Linked DNA regions of Mus musculus: all the other regions are linked to region 3. The links are chromatin contacts, called in public promoter capture Hi-C maps. All regions are on one chromosome and are shown on one strand. Each heading gives the region's core, a stretch centred on a gene start, on an enhancer-like site or on the middle of the called end of the contact. The rest is flanking DNA. Distances are from core to core; before and after follow the strand shown. Region 1 holds the start of Hdac5 (histone deacetylase 5). Region 2 holds the start of Nsf (N-ethylmaleimide sensitive fusion protein). Region 3 holds the start of Nmt1 (N-myristoyltransferase 1). Region 4 holds the start of Tmub2 (transmembrane and ubiquitin-like domain containing 2).

The links. Promoter capture Hi-C pulls out the DNA fragments that hold promoters and counts their contacts.
Region 1: a promoter capture Hi-C map of neutrophils shows a contact between it and region 3, with 2.3 times the contacts expected there. The contact joins the promoter of Hdac5 here to the promoter of Nmt1 in region 3. A contact is called at or near these places in 4 of 39 promoter capture datasets (cranial neural crest, embryonic stem cells, erythroid cells and 1 more) and 1 of 115 datasets of contacts at active chromatin or transcription factors (memory CD8 T cells).
Region 2: a promoter capture Hi-C map of pre-B cells shows a contact between it and region 3, with 2.9 times the contacts expected there. The contact joins the promoter of Nsf here to the promoter of Nmt1 in region 3. A contact is called at or near these places in 4 of 39 promoter capture datasets (hippocampal neurons, liver and pre-B cells), 2 of 484 Hi-C or Micro-C datasets (CD4 T cells and pre-B cells) and 1 of 9 other capture datasets (adipose tissue).
Region 4: a contact with region 3 is called in a promoter capture Hi-C map of liver, with 4 times the contacts expected there. The contact joins the promoter of Tmub2 here to the promoter of Nmt1 in region 3. A contact is called at or near these places in 2 of 39 promoter capture datasets (liver and pre-B cells), 1 of 115 datasets of contacts at active chromatin or transcription factors (memory CD8 T cells) and 1 of 9 other capture datasets (pancreatic islet).

What each region holds. Positions count from the first base shown.
Region 1 is chr11:102,228,758-102,231,457 of GRCm38.p6, forward strand. It overlaps Hdac5 (histone deacetylase 5), which reads right to left and starts at 1,415. Exons shown (of 27, transcript NM_010412.3): 1 at 1,248-1,415. It overlaps Mir8101 (microRNA 8101), which reads right to left and starts at 1,393; the gene lies at 1,283-1,393.
Region 2 is chr11:103,952,753-103,955,452 of GRCm38.p6, forward strand. It overlaps Nsf (N-ethylmaleimide sensitive fusion protein), which reads right to left and starts at 1,304. Exons shown (of 21, transcript NM_008740.4): 1 at 1,218-1,304. The coding sequence starts at 1,229.
Region 3 is chr11:103,027,193-103,029,892 of GRCm38.p6, forward strand. It overlaps Nmt1 (N-myristoyltransferase 1), which reads left to right and starts at 1,351. Exons shown (of 12, transcript NM_008707.4): 1 at 1,351-1,510. The coding sequence starts at 1,380. It also overlaps a transcript of Dcakd not described here.
Region 4 is chr11:102,283,685-102,286,384 of GRCm38.p6, forward strand. Tmub2 (transmembrane and ubiquitin-like domain containing 2) reads left to right here and starts at 1,267. Exons shown (of 4, transcript NM_028076.4): 1 at 1,267-1,404; 2 at 1,980-2,034. The coding sequence starts at 2,000.

The sequences.
Region 1 (2,700 bases), core at 165-2,664, 800 kb before region 3:
ACCCTCCCTGCCTGCAACCTTAGGACCTAAGTGGAGGGCCAACAGGTTCCAATGTAAGGATTAGCCAGAGGTCTTCTGGCCCAAACCAATCTCCCATCCCTGCCTCCTTTTGTTCCTAGGATCTAACTCTATCTTCCCCTCCCACTGATCCCTAAACCCCTCTCTCCATTCCCATTCCCAAGATCCAAAGCTAATTCCAGGACCCAGAAGCATAGTGGTCACTACCAGAGTGATGGGTACACACACACACTACACACACTACACACACACACACCACACACACCCCAAAAGCAACTGCAGCTGCTATCCTTCCTCTTCAGGGACAAAGCTCATCTCAGAAGGCCAAACGCAGGGACATGAAGTGGTCACCTTCTCCCCGAAATGAAACACACTCCCCGCGCCCCCCCCCAGCTCTTAGATTAATTACTTATCGTCCAGCCAGTTCTCATCTTCCTGAGGGCCCCAGGGATGGGTGGGGAGGGGGGAAGCCGACTCCCCCAAGTTAACAAGGCACTATTAGAACCTCTGCCCCATGAGAAACAAACCCAAGATGAAAACTGGGCGCGGGAGTGGGGTGGGGAGATCTGCCCTAGCCAAGAAAGATCACCAATTCATCTCCCAGCTCTTTCCCGAGCTCCAGGGTGTCAGACAGAAGAGGGTGGTAATAAACGCAGTAACGCCTCACAGGCGAGGGGGTGAATAGCACAGACAAGTAAGATGGGCCCCGCAGTCCTCTTCCACCTGCAGGGACGTCAAGGACATAAAATCAAGGGTATGTTCTTCGCCACTTGGAGAAGCACTGTGGGTGGGCTGCGCCCCTCACCTCAGAGTAACAAGAAAGGGGTGTCTAGTGAAGAGAGGGTCTGCCCAGAATGCGGGTTGCAAGGCTCAAATCGCAGTTGCAACGGATTATGAGCCGCCGGGGAGGAGACAAATCAGACATCCCCGGCCGGTCTGCGGGACATTTGGGGGCGCGGGGTGCGGGGTGCGGGAAAATCGGCCCCTCCCTTACCTGCAGAGAAGGAGCCCTGCAAGGGAGGGATGAGGAGGGGCGCGCGCGGCGAGCCAAAGGCGACACTCCCCGGGCCCAGCGACGCTCCCTGGGGGTGCGGGCTGGCTCGGCGCGCGCGCCGGGAGGAAGGACAGGGTCGCGGGGAGCCCGCGGGCAGCGACGGCGGGAGGACGGGACGCTGCGGGGCGTCCCGGGGCCGTGGGAGGTGGGGTCCTGGCGGGTGCGGCGCGCTCACCCGCTGCGGCTCGAGCTCCGGCTTCGCGGGCGGCGGCGGCAGCAGCGGCGGCAACAGCAGCGGCAGCGCCTCCTCGACGGCTCCTCCATCTTTGCGGCGGCTCCTCCGGCTCCGCTCGCCGCCGCCACCAACAACAACATTCGGAGACGTCACTCTCGTCACGTGACCCGACCCCGAGCTAAAAATAGGCTCAGACCCCCCCTTTTTCGGGCTTCAACCGAGAACCCTCCCCTCCCATTCGGCCCTCCCCTCAGATGGGCGGGACCAATAGCGCCACCGTGACAGCTTCTTAAAGGGCCAATGCCCAGCCCAAGGTTAGGCTGGGGTGGAGGTGGCAGAGAAGGGATCCCGATCTCTTCGCCAAGTAATGAACTGAGTAGAACCCGGACCCCGGCTGCTGCAGGGGCTGGATGTGTGGGATTTACGATTTTGTTCTCTGTGCTTTTTCGACTTCCTTTTCAAACGGCGGATGGTGCAATCTTTGCCCGCCTGAGCTGTTCCCTAACACGCCCTTCCCTCGTTAGGGGGAGGGTAGAGGGGGGTGGAATCCTAGGGGCTGCCTTGGAAGTGGAAGCCCCTGCAGGCGCGTCAAAGCTGAAAGATTAGCTTGGACAAGTCTCTAACCCACCGTGCTAATATGGCACAGCGCTGCATCTTGTTAAAAGAAACTCCTTGGAGAAAGCCAGCATAGGTTGTAACTGTCCCTGGCCTTCAAAGGAACAGACCAAGAACCTAAAAGTCCGCTGGTCCCCAACTTTGATACCACACATACTACTACCACGTCAGTGGAACTGAACATGACTGTATCATTAAACCTACATTGTTTTGTCAATGACCTAGCAATTTTCCTAGCAAAAAATGTATTCTAAGAAAATATTGTGCTCCAAAATGAGTATAGGAAGAGATTGTTTGTTATATGAGATGTCAGAAACAACCTAAATAAATATCCATCAGGTAGGTATCTGCAAATAAACTAGGAGACATCTATTTAGTAAGTTATCATACAGATGCTCAAAATTATACATATGTGGGGGGTGTAAAAGCGGCTTTTGGGGCGTTTGACAGGAATCTGACATTGGTCAAGGACAAGAAAATGAGATTCAGGCAGGAATCTGACATTGGGCCATGACAAGGGAGTAAGTTCAGGTAGGAATCTAATTTTAGGGTGGAACAAAGAAGTAGATTTCAGGCAAGAATGTGATTTTGGGCTAGGACAGGGAAGTAGGCTCAGGTATCTTGGTCATCCTGACAAGCTCTTAGACTTTGTTTATTGCCTTGACATACGGCTTTAATCCCAGCACTTGGGAGGCAGAGGCAGGCAGATCTCTGAGTTTAAGACCAGCCTGGTCTACAGAGTGAGTTCCAGGACAGCCATACTGAGAAACCCTGTCTGGAAAAAACAAACAAACAAACAAAACAAAATATCCATTAGTTCCAATACTTTATACAAACG
Region 2 (2,700 bases), core at 54-2,553, 930 kb after region 3:
GAGGTAGCAGGTGGTAGGCAAATGAGAGTCAACACACACAGAAAATCACCAGACTTTGCCACTGGGGGAAAAAAAATGGTTAGAGGAAAAGTCTGTGGGGGCAGAGGGAGGGTTTAAGAGACCAGTGCATTCCAGAAGGGCTGATGATTCAGGAGAGGGGCTCCTGAGGAGGCAAAAACAGACCCTGAAATAGTTAAAAGGGTCAGCTTGAGATAAAAGGGGGATTATGAAAAAAGGAAGAGAAAAAGATGGAGCTAGTCTGATGACCTCTACCGTCTCTTTGGGACTTTAGAATCTCATGACCTACAATTCTCTTTAGACAGGACATTTACATATATGCATACATGTATGCAAACTTATTCAAATATTCAGGTGTAAGTGAATCAGTCAAGCACAACGTTAGTCTGTAATGACGCAGTTAATGTCCCCAGGTTTCGAACAGGGCAATCTCTGGGCAGGATCCATCCATCAGCGATATTAGCTCTGATGCCTACTGCAATAACAGCAGTGACCTGGCCCCATCTCTCCTCGCCAACCCCAATCCTACCCCGCCGTCCTACGAGCTTAATGGGGAAGTAAAATGTAAATCCCTGAGACTACAACACAGCCTGCTGCATTCGAATCGACTGTCATTTAGAAAAACAAAACGTGACACCCCAAGTCCATCTGCACGAAAGACATTGCTGCTTCACAGCTGATATGTTTCTCCCCAGGAGATGGTCTAAGGTTAGCCGTAAAAGTAATTTGCAGACCTCCCCTCCTCTTTTCATAACATTCATTTAGGAAGAACTAGAAATGGGTTCCCACACCCTCGCCCTGACTGCAGCAGACTACACCCCGCGGTTATCCGGCAGTGCCACCTCAGAAACCCTCGGAGGAGTGTGGAGGGCACACAGCGCTCGTCAGAGGGGGGCTCCAGTGGCCACTACCCTCAAGATGCTTGAAGGACGAGAGAAACGAGCCCCAGGGGATGACAAGGGAAGCACTGGAGACCCGGGGGACGAAGAGACAACCCTCGGGGAGGACAGAGTTTCTGAGCAGAGCTAATCCCCTGCCGCAGCTACACTGTCTCGCCTCCAGCGTTGCTCTGACCTCCCTTCCTTCAGCGTTCCTGGGTGCTCAGCCTCGCGCCCCTTCCCCGGAGCCCTCGTGGACCTCGCAGCAGTCGCGACCTCGGGCGATCCGCTGCGAGCCCGGGCTGCCCGGCCGCCACTCACCCGGCCCGCCATCTTCGCGGACACGTCCGGCTCCCAGGTTGCAGCTCCGCACTCTGCTGAGCCCGCCTCCGCCGCGCGCGTGCTCGCCGGCAGCCGGCCCTCGCGCAGGCGCGCAGCCGCCGGGAGGCCGCGCCCGCGCCCGGCCGCGTCCCCGACGCCCTTCCCCATCCCGTGCGAGCGCGCAGTCCGAGCACCGCCATTTTGGCTGAAGACAAGCTGGCCGCCTCACTGCTACCCGGTTTTCACAAAGCTGGCCACGTGGCCTTTTAATGGACTTTTAGCTTTCTGCTTCCAGACCTCTTAAAACAGAATGCGCCGAGAAAACCCCGCGTGGTTGCTGGCCTTTCCCCCAAAGGGGACTGTGGAGGGGGCGCGCAATAGCTAAAAGCTGGTTCTGAATTCGGATTCTATTCGAATCCGAGCTTTTCTTTGCAGGCACACTTGTTTTGAGAGTGAATCATAATTATATATGCGCTAGCTTTATAGTTCGATATTTTCATTTATAAGCACAACTTCTATCTTTTTTAAGGTGTTTGTTTGTTCGTTTGTTTTAACGTGCATTGGTATTCCGCCATCCACCTCTGCATGTTCAAAACTCTATTTTGAGTCCTCAGGAAAAAAAAAAAAACAATGCCACAGAAAAACTAAAATGATTTGGATAAGACAAAATACCAGAAGATAGTTCTATAAGCAGCACAGCAGTAAAAGTCTCACACAGGAAACAAGACAGGTGTACCCTGTCCTGCCAAGGCTGAAAGTGAGACTTTTAGCATGTAGCAGGACTTCAGGGTTAAGGAGGAATGTTTGACATAGCCTCCTCATATCCGTTCCCTTATGTCCTCTTCAGCACTTTTCTCTAAAGTACTCTTGGGTCCCCTTACAAATATATAATGTCATTTAAAATGTATGCAACATGTAAAAATAAGACATGATATCTATGAGAATACATGAGATATTCAATAAGATTACTCCCTAAAAGGAAAAGTAAAGTTGGAGGAACCCTCTTAGAGGAAAGTCTCTGGGATGGAATGGGTACCTCTTCCTGGGAGCAAACCTGAAGACCTTGAAATACTCTAAAAGGGAGATACTAGGGGTAGGGGGTGCAGCCTAATCAGTCCTGAGAAGCACTCAGCAGGCCCAGGGAACAGCAAACAAAAGGGTGTACACACCGACAGGGATAAAAGGGAGCTACAGGGGTATTTCCTATGCTAGGGTGGTCAAGATAGGGACCAGTTTTTAGTAACTGGTAAGTCAGTAAGTCAGAACCATTCACACTATCAATATCTTCACTGTAATGAGTGTCTCTAAGAAAGGACTCAGAACTAAGCAAAAATTATATTTGCTCAAGAGTTACCTCTCTTTCCAAGAATTCTGTACAGGATCTACGTTCTTATATCATCTTAGCATTGAAATTCTACTCAAGTTTTGCATCTGAAAGATTATTAAATTCATTGATATAACATACCTAACAGTGAAACCAGTA
Region 3 (2,700 bases), core at 101-2,600:
TAGTTACAGGACAAAGCCCAGAGGGACAGAAGCATTTAGGCAATTCTAAGATAGATGCTGCATTTACCTGGCTATAACTGATTCGTCCTTGGAAGTTGCCTGGATCCAACAGTGTGACTGGTGTGACGGTGAAGCCTTACAGAGGGCACAGAGTAGGTAGATACAGATTTATAGACAGATTTTGCCGCCTACAAACAATGTACCAACTTTTCTGGAACAGTCTTTTCATCTGTGAAAAAGGAATAATAATGGCATAACACATTCTAAGCTTGTTAAAATTATAGGAATTCAGGTACAAAAAGTCTTACGCCAGAGCCTGGCGTGTAAGTGCTCATTAAAGTCTTGTGTTGGGAGTAGGGGAGCTCGTGAGGCCTCAACCCCAGACTAAGAACTACAGGCAATTAAGGAAGGCTAAAAATGGGGGAGGAAATAGTTCTTCCCAGGCACACCAGCCCTGAAATCATTTGCATACAACATTATGCTTACTGAACGGGCTATATTTATATATTTAGGAAAACACACACACACCCATATGTAACAACAACTAAAGAAAAAGAGGCCATGAATTTGAGAGCAAGGTGGGGTGTATATGGGAGGGGTTAGAGGAAGGAAAGGGGAAGTGGGGAAATGGTGTAATTATCATAATCTTAAAAAAAAAGACTTGTTATGGAAGGCTCTAGAGGAGAATCAAAGGGAAATGTGAAGAAGAGCGCAGTGCAAAATTAGAAGCCAAGAAATGGTAAGCCTCCCCTGCAAGCAATCAAGTCTTTGGCTCGGGGGCAGTGTTCCACACACCTCAATGCACTGCCTCTCGGTTTTAGATTTCCAAAGACCCAGGTCTCCCTAAAGGCTGGAGTAGGGAAGGCAGCCGAGAGCAAACCTATAGGAAAGTCCTCTGTAAGGGCATTTGAGCTCCTGGAGAATCGCAGCCATGAACCTCAGTGTCTTTCACTTACCCAGGAATGGTAACGGTCCTTAACGTTAGCCGATAACGGCTCATCTGTGGCCTGTTGATTACCAAGGGCGGCCTGAAAACCTTGGACTTTGCAAGCCCTTTACTTGCGAAACTCTAATTCAACATGGAACTGCAACTCCCAGCGTGCCCCGCGACCACCCTATAAGGCGTACAGCGCCCTTCGTCTCAGAGGGCGGCCGAACCTAGGGGCTTCCGGAATTGCTGCCCGCTCCTCCCAAGGCAGCGTCCCTTCATGATTTCTGGGTTTTGTAGTCCACATCGGTACAGTTTTTTGAAAACAAGCCACCCTTAGTGGCAGATTTCTTCACACAAACTACAAAACCCAGAATACAGCGCGTACTTCCTCTGTCCAATAGGAGCCCTCCATGTAGCGGGGCGCGGAGTCCGGCTCTCGCAACCCAAGATGGCGGATGAGAGTGAGACAGCAGTGAAGCTGCCGGCACCTTCGTTGCCACTGATGATGGAAGGGAATGGAAACGGCCATGAGCACTGCAGCGATTGCGAGAACGAGGAGGACAACAGCCACAACAGGAGGTAACGAGATCATCGTAGCCCAATTCCTGTCCGGTCTCCCACAAGCTGGGTATCTGGGGTGCGGGGAAGTCACCGGGAGCTTAGTCTAACCCCACCCCCATGTTCTTATTGGCTAAGCCATTGAGATCCTACCTAGCGATTGGTTTTTGTCTTTGTCACTTACCAGGATGGGTGCTCAGATATTAAGGGTCGGAGACATGCAATACTTTTATTATATAAAAGTTCTGTTTAGTGTACCACTCCCTTGCTTTAGGCACGATGGGGGAAAAGAACATTTTGAACGGTAGATTTCAGTAGTACAATGCAGAGCAATCTAGAAGCTGCGGTTCAGAAGGAACGTTACTTATAAAGGTGTATGAGAAACGTGACTAGCCATAAACTAATAATAAAACATTTCGTTGTAGTTCACGCTCAATGAGGAAATTCACTAGGCTATACAAGCCATGCATATAATTATGTTGTAAAATATAACTGCCAGACAAGTCCGAAATATAAACTCACTATGATCCTATGTTATTAGTGATGTGATGTTTTGATTTATTCAGTGTCTGTTGCCTCAAATAATCGGTGAAGAGTCAATTTCATTGTACCTTCACTTTGTTAATTTAGTGAAGGGCCTCAAAGCTTCAATAAACTGATGTTGCTTCTTGGAGAACATGTGGTATTTGTGGGGTACTACTGCACGTCTTGTACTTTAGGGTCTCCCTGGGGTTTTTTGTTCGTTATGTTTTGCCTTTTTAGACAGGTTCTACTGTGTAGCTATGGCTGGCCTGGGGCATACAATGTAGAACAGATTGACTCCAAACTTGGGGTGATGTTCTTGTCTCTCGGGTATGGGGATTAGTACTGTTACAGGTCACTGTGTAGGTCAGGGTCTTACTATAAGTAATTTCAGTCTTTTGTTAGTAGAGAAGAAGAAATGGGCCAGATATTTGAGAATTTGTATTTGTCTTTGTTTTTCCAATCAGTACATCAGTAAGCCAGTCACGAAAAATGATGTATTTAAGTTCATATTATTTTCCTGCTGCTCTAACGCCCCCACCCAATATGTATGTATGTATGTATGTATGTATACATATGTATATTTTTGTGTAGAGACTTGTGGGTGTGTGATTGAGTGGTTGTTTGTTGTTGTTGTTGTTTTTTGTTTTTGTTTTGTTTTGTTTTGTTTTTTGAGACAGGGTTTCTCT
Region 4 (2,700 bases), core at 17-2,516, 740 kb before region 3:
TAAAATGTAATACATTTCTTAAAGTGACCAAGACCATCAAAACACTGGGTTAATCTCATGGTGGTGCCCAGATGGGAAAGATCATCCACTACACTGGTTCTCTGTAAAGTTATTTTTGGTGCTACTTCACAACTGTAATTTTGCTACTCTTATGAATACTAATATAAAATCCGATATGCGACCTCTGAATGAGTCGTTAGACTCAAAGGTTGAGAAAGGCTGCTTGCTCTTCTACATAGTGAATCAACAATCAAACAAAACCAAAAAAAAAAAAAAAAAAAGGAAAAACTAATCCAGGGTGATAGACTTGGAGAGATGGTTCAATGGTTAAGAGCACTTGTTCTTCTTGCCAGAAGACCTGAGTTCTCTCCCCAGCACTCAAGACTGGCGATTTACAACCTCTTGTAACCCTAGCTCATGGAGATCCAATGCCCTCTTCTGGGCTCTGCAAGTACCCACACACGCGGCATACACATAGAAACAAGTAAAAGAAAAAAAATCCTTTCTTAAGAAGGCACTCTATTTGTTTTTTGTTTGTTTGTTTGTTTTTCGAGACAGGGTTTCTCTGTATAGCCCTGGCTGTCCTGGAACTCACTACTTGTAGACCCGGCTGGCCTCGAACTCAGAAATCAGCCTGCCTCTGCCTCCCAAGTGCTGGGATTAAATGCGTGTGCCACCACTGCCCGGCTGAGGGCACTGTATTTGTATCTCTTTAAAATGCCTTCCCGCTTCATTTATTAAAGCTATACGAGGTAGAAATCTTCAAGTACTTAAGACTTTAATTTGTATTCTTGCCCATCTCCTCGAGGAACAACTGTCTTAGAAGTCAAAAATAGCAGACTTTACCGCTCCCAACCTTGGAGCCTGGTGTGCATTGGCGAAGCAGTAATGAATCTCATTAGCTCTGGAGCTAGAGAACCAAACCGGAAGGAAAAACCAGGCGGGAAAGAAGGAAACCTAGCGGCGGGTGGACCAGGAGAGCTTGCCAGGGCAATCGTCTAAGCATGAAACCACGCCCCCCACAAACACCTTCCCCCGCCTCTTCTCTTTTGGCCCCGCCTCCGACCTCCAGGAGGTCCGAGGCCACGCCTAATGGGCGTGGTCTTACTGCCGGAGGTCCGAAATCCCGCCAACAATGACTCCTCCCCTTCTGCCGCGGCGCAACCTGGCCCTTTTATTTAAAGATTACGTTTACGTCAGTCCGCCTTACGTAGCTTTGCGTCATCAGTACAAGGCGGGGAGGCGGGACTTCCTGTCCTGGATGTTAACAGCTTCCGAGAAAAGCCGGAAGAGATCGGACCCTGGACAGAATCCTGAGTTGCCAGCCCCTCCCCTGACCCCTACGGAAAGAGAACTACAAAGACTGTCCTGGCGAAGTCAAAACATTTATCCTGGCTTTGTCAGGTGAGGCTTTCCTTCCCCATCGAGGCACAGTAACCATCCAAACCCCCTTTAATCTCCCATGACTCCTCGCGTCCTCAAGCTCCGCCCCCTCTCCTCTGCCCCGCCCCGAAGTTTGAGGGGTGTGGATGGTTTGTGACCCCCCTACCTCCCGACCCTCGCTTCTTCACCTGACCCTAAACCATCACTGTCCCGGAGAGTCGGGCTTGGGCACTGCGACCGAAACCCGGAAGCTCCTCGGCTCGGGGGTGGGGTGGGGGGTGCTGATGGACTCCACTGCCAAGGGAATAGGACCTTTCAGACGCAGAACCTTCACCCCAGAAAAAAGCACGGTCGGGGACGACTCCCCACAGTGCGGTCAGGATCGTCCACAGGCTGAGGAGAAAGCCGAGGCCTTGGTCAGACAGATGCAGGTCCCCTATCTGGCCCCTGCCCGCGGCAGTTCCTTGTGTCCTCCGCTTCCATCTGTCTTTGCCACAGTTTCCTTTTGTGTACATCACGGTTCCTGACACTAACCTGACCAACAGGGGTTAGTTATGGGAGTGAGACGTAATTGCTATCATTTGTTTATTGAACAGTGTTAATTATTTTTGCTTCGATGATTTCACGTCTTCTTCAAAACAACCTTATGAGGTAGGTAACCATTTTAAACCCCACTTTACTGTTGAGAAAGCTGAGGCTTTGAGAACGTTGCTGGACATTGCATAGCTAGAAGAGGGGCTAGACAGTGACCCAGAATCGCTTCCCTGACTCCAGGGCCAATCTGTGTAAATAAGGCTGTGGAAACGCTTCTGAGAGTGTTGGTGTGTTCTACAAATATTCCTTGAGCAGCTACTGTGACATTGCATTAAGAGCTTCAAACAAAGAGAACTACCCTCGGTTCTTATCTTCCAGGAGTCAATGAAGAAATGGACAGGTTATGAGTGTAATGATGTTTTGTGGGTGCTGTGAGAGTAGTCTGATGATGATAATCACCAGATGGATTTGCCCAGAGACAGCTGTGAACGTAGATTCTCCAAGGAAAAGAGACGGTACTCCGAGGAATATGCAGAGAGCCTCCAATGCTTTCTCAGAAGCCGCAGAGAGGGAAAACCTTCATAGCACAAGACAGATTGAAAGAAGGATAGTGGGAACCGTTGGGAAGTATTTCCAAATAATTTCTACTTGGGCAATGGTTTTCTTGAAGCTGTCTCGTGTAGCCTTAGGCAGCCTTGAACTTGCTAAGTAGTGGAGACTTGTCTTGAACCTTGTATCCTTAGTTCCTTTATTTCCCAAGTTCTGGGATAACCAGGGCATGTA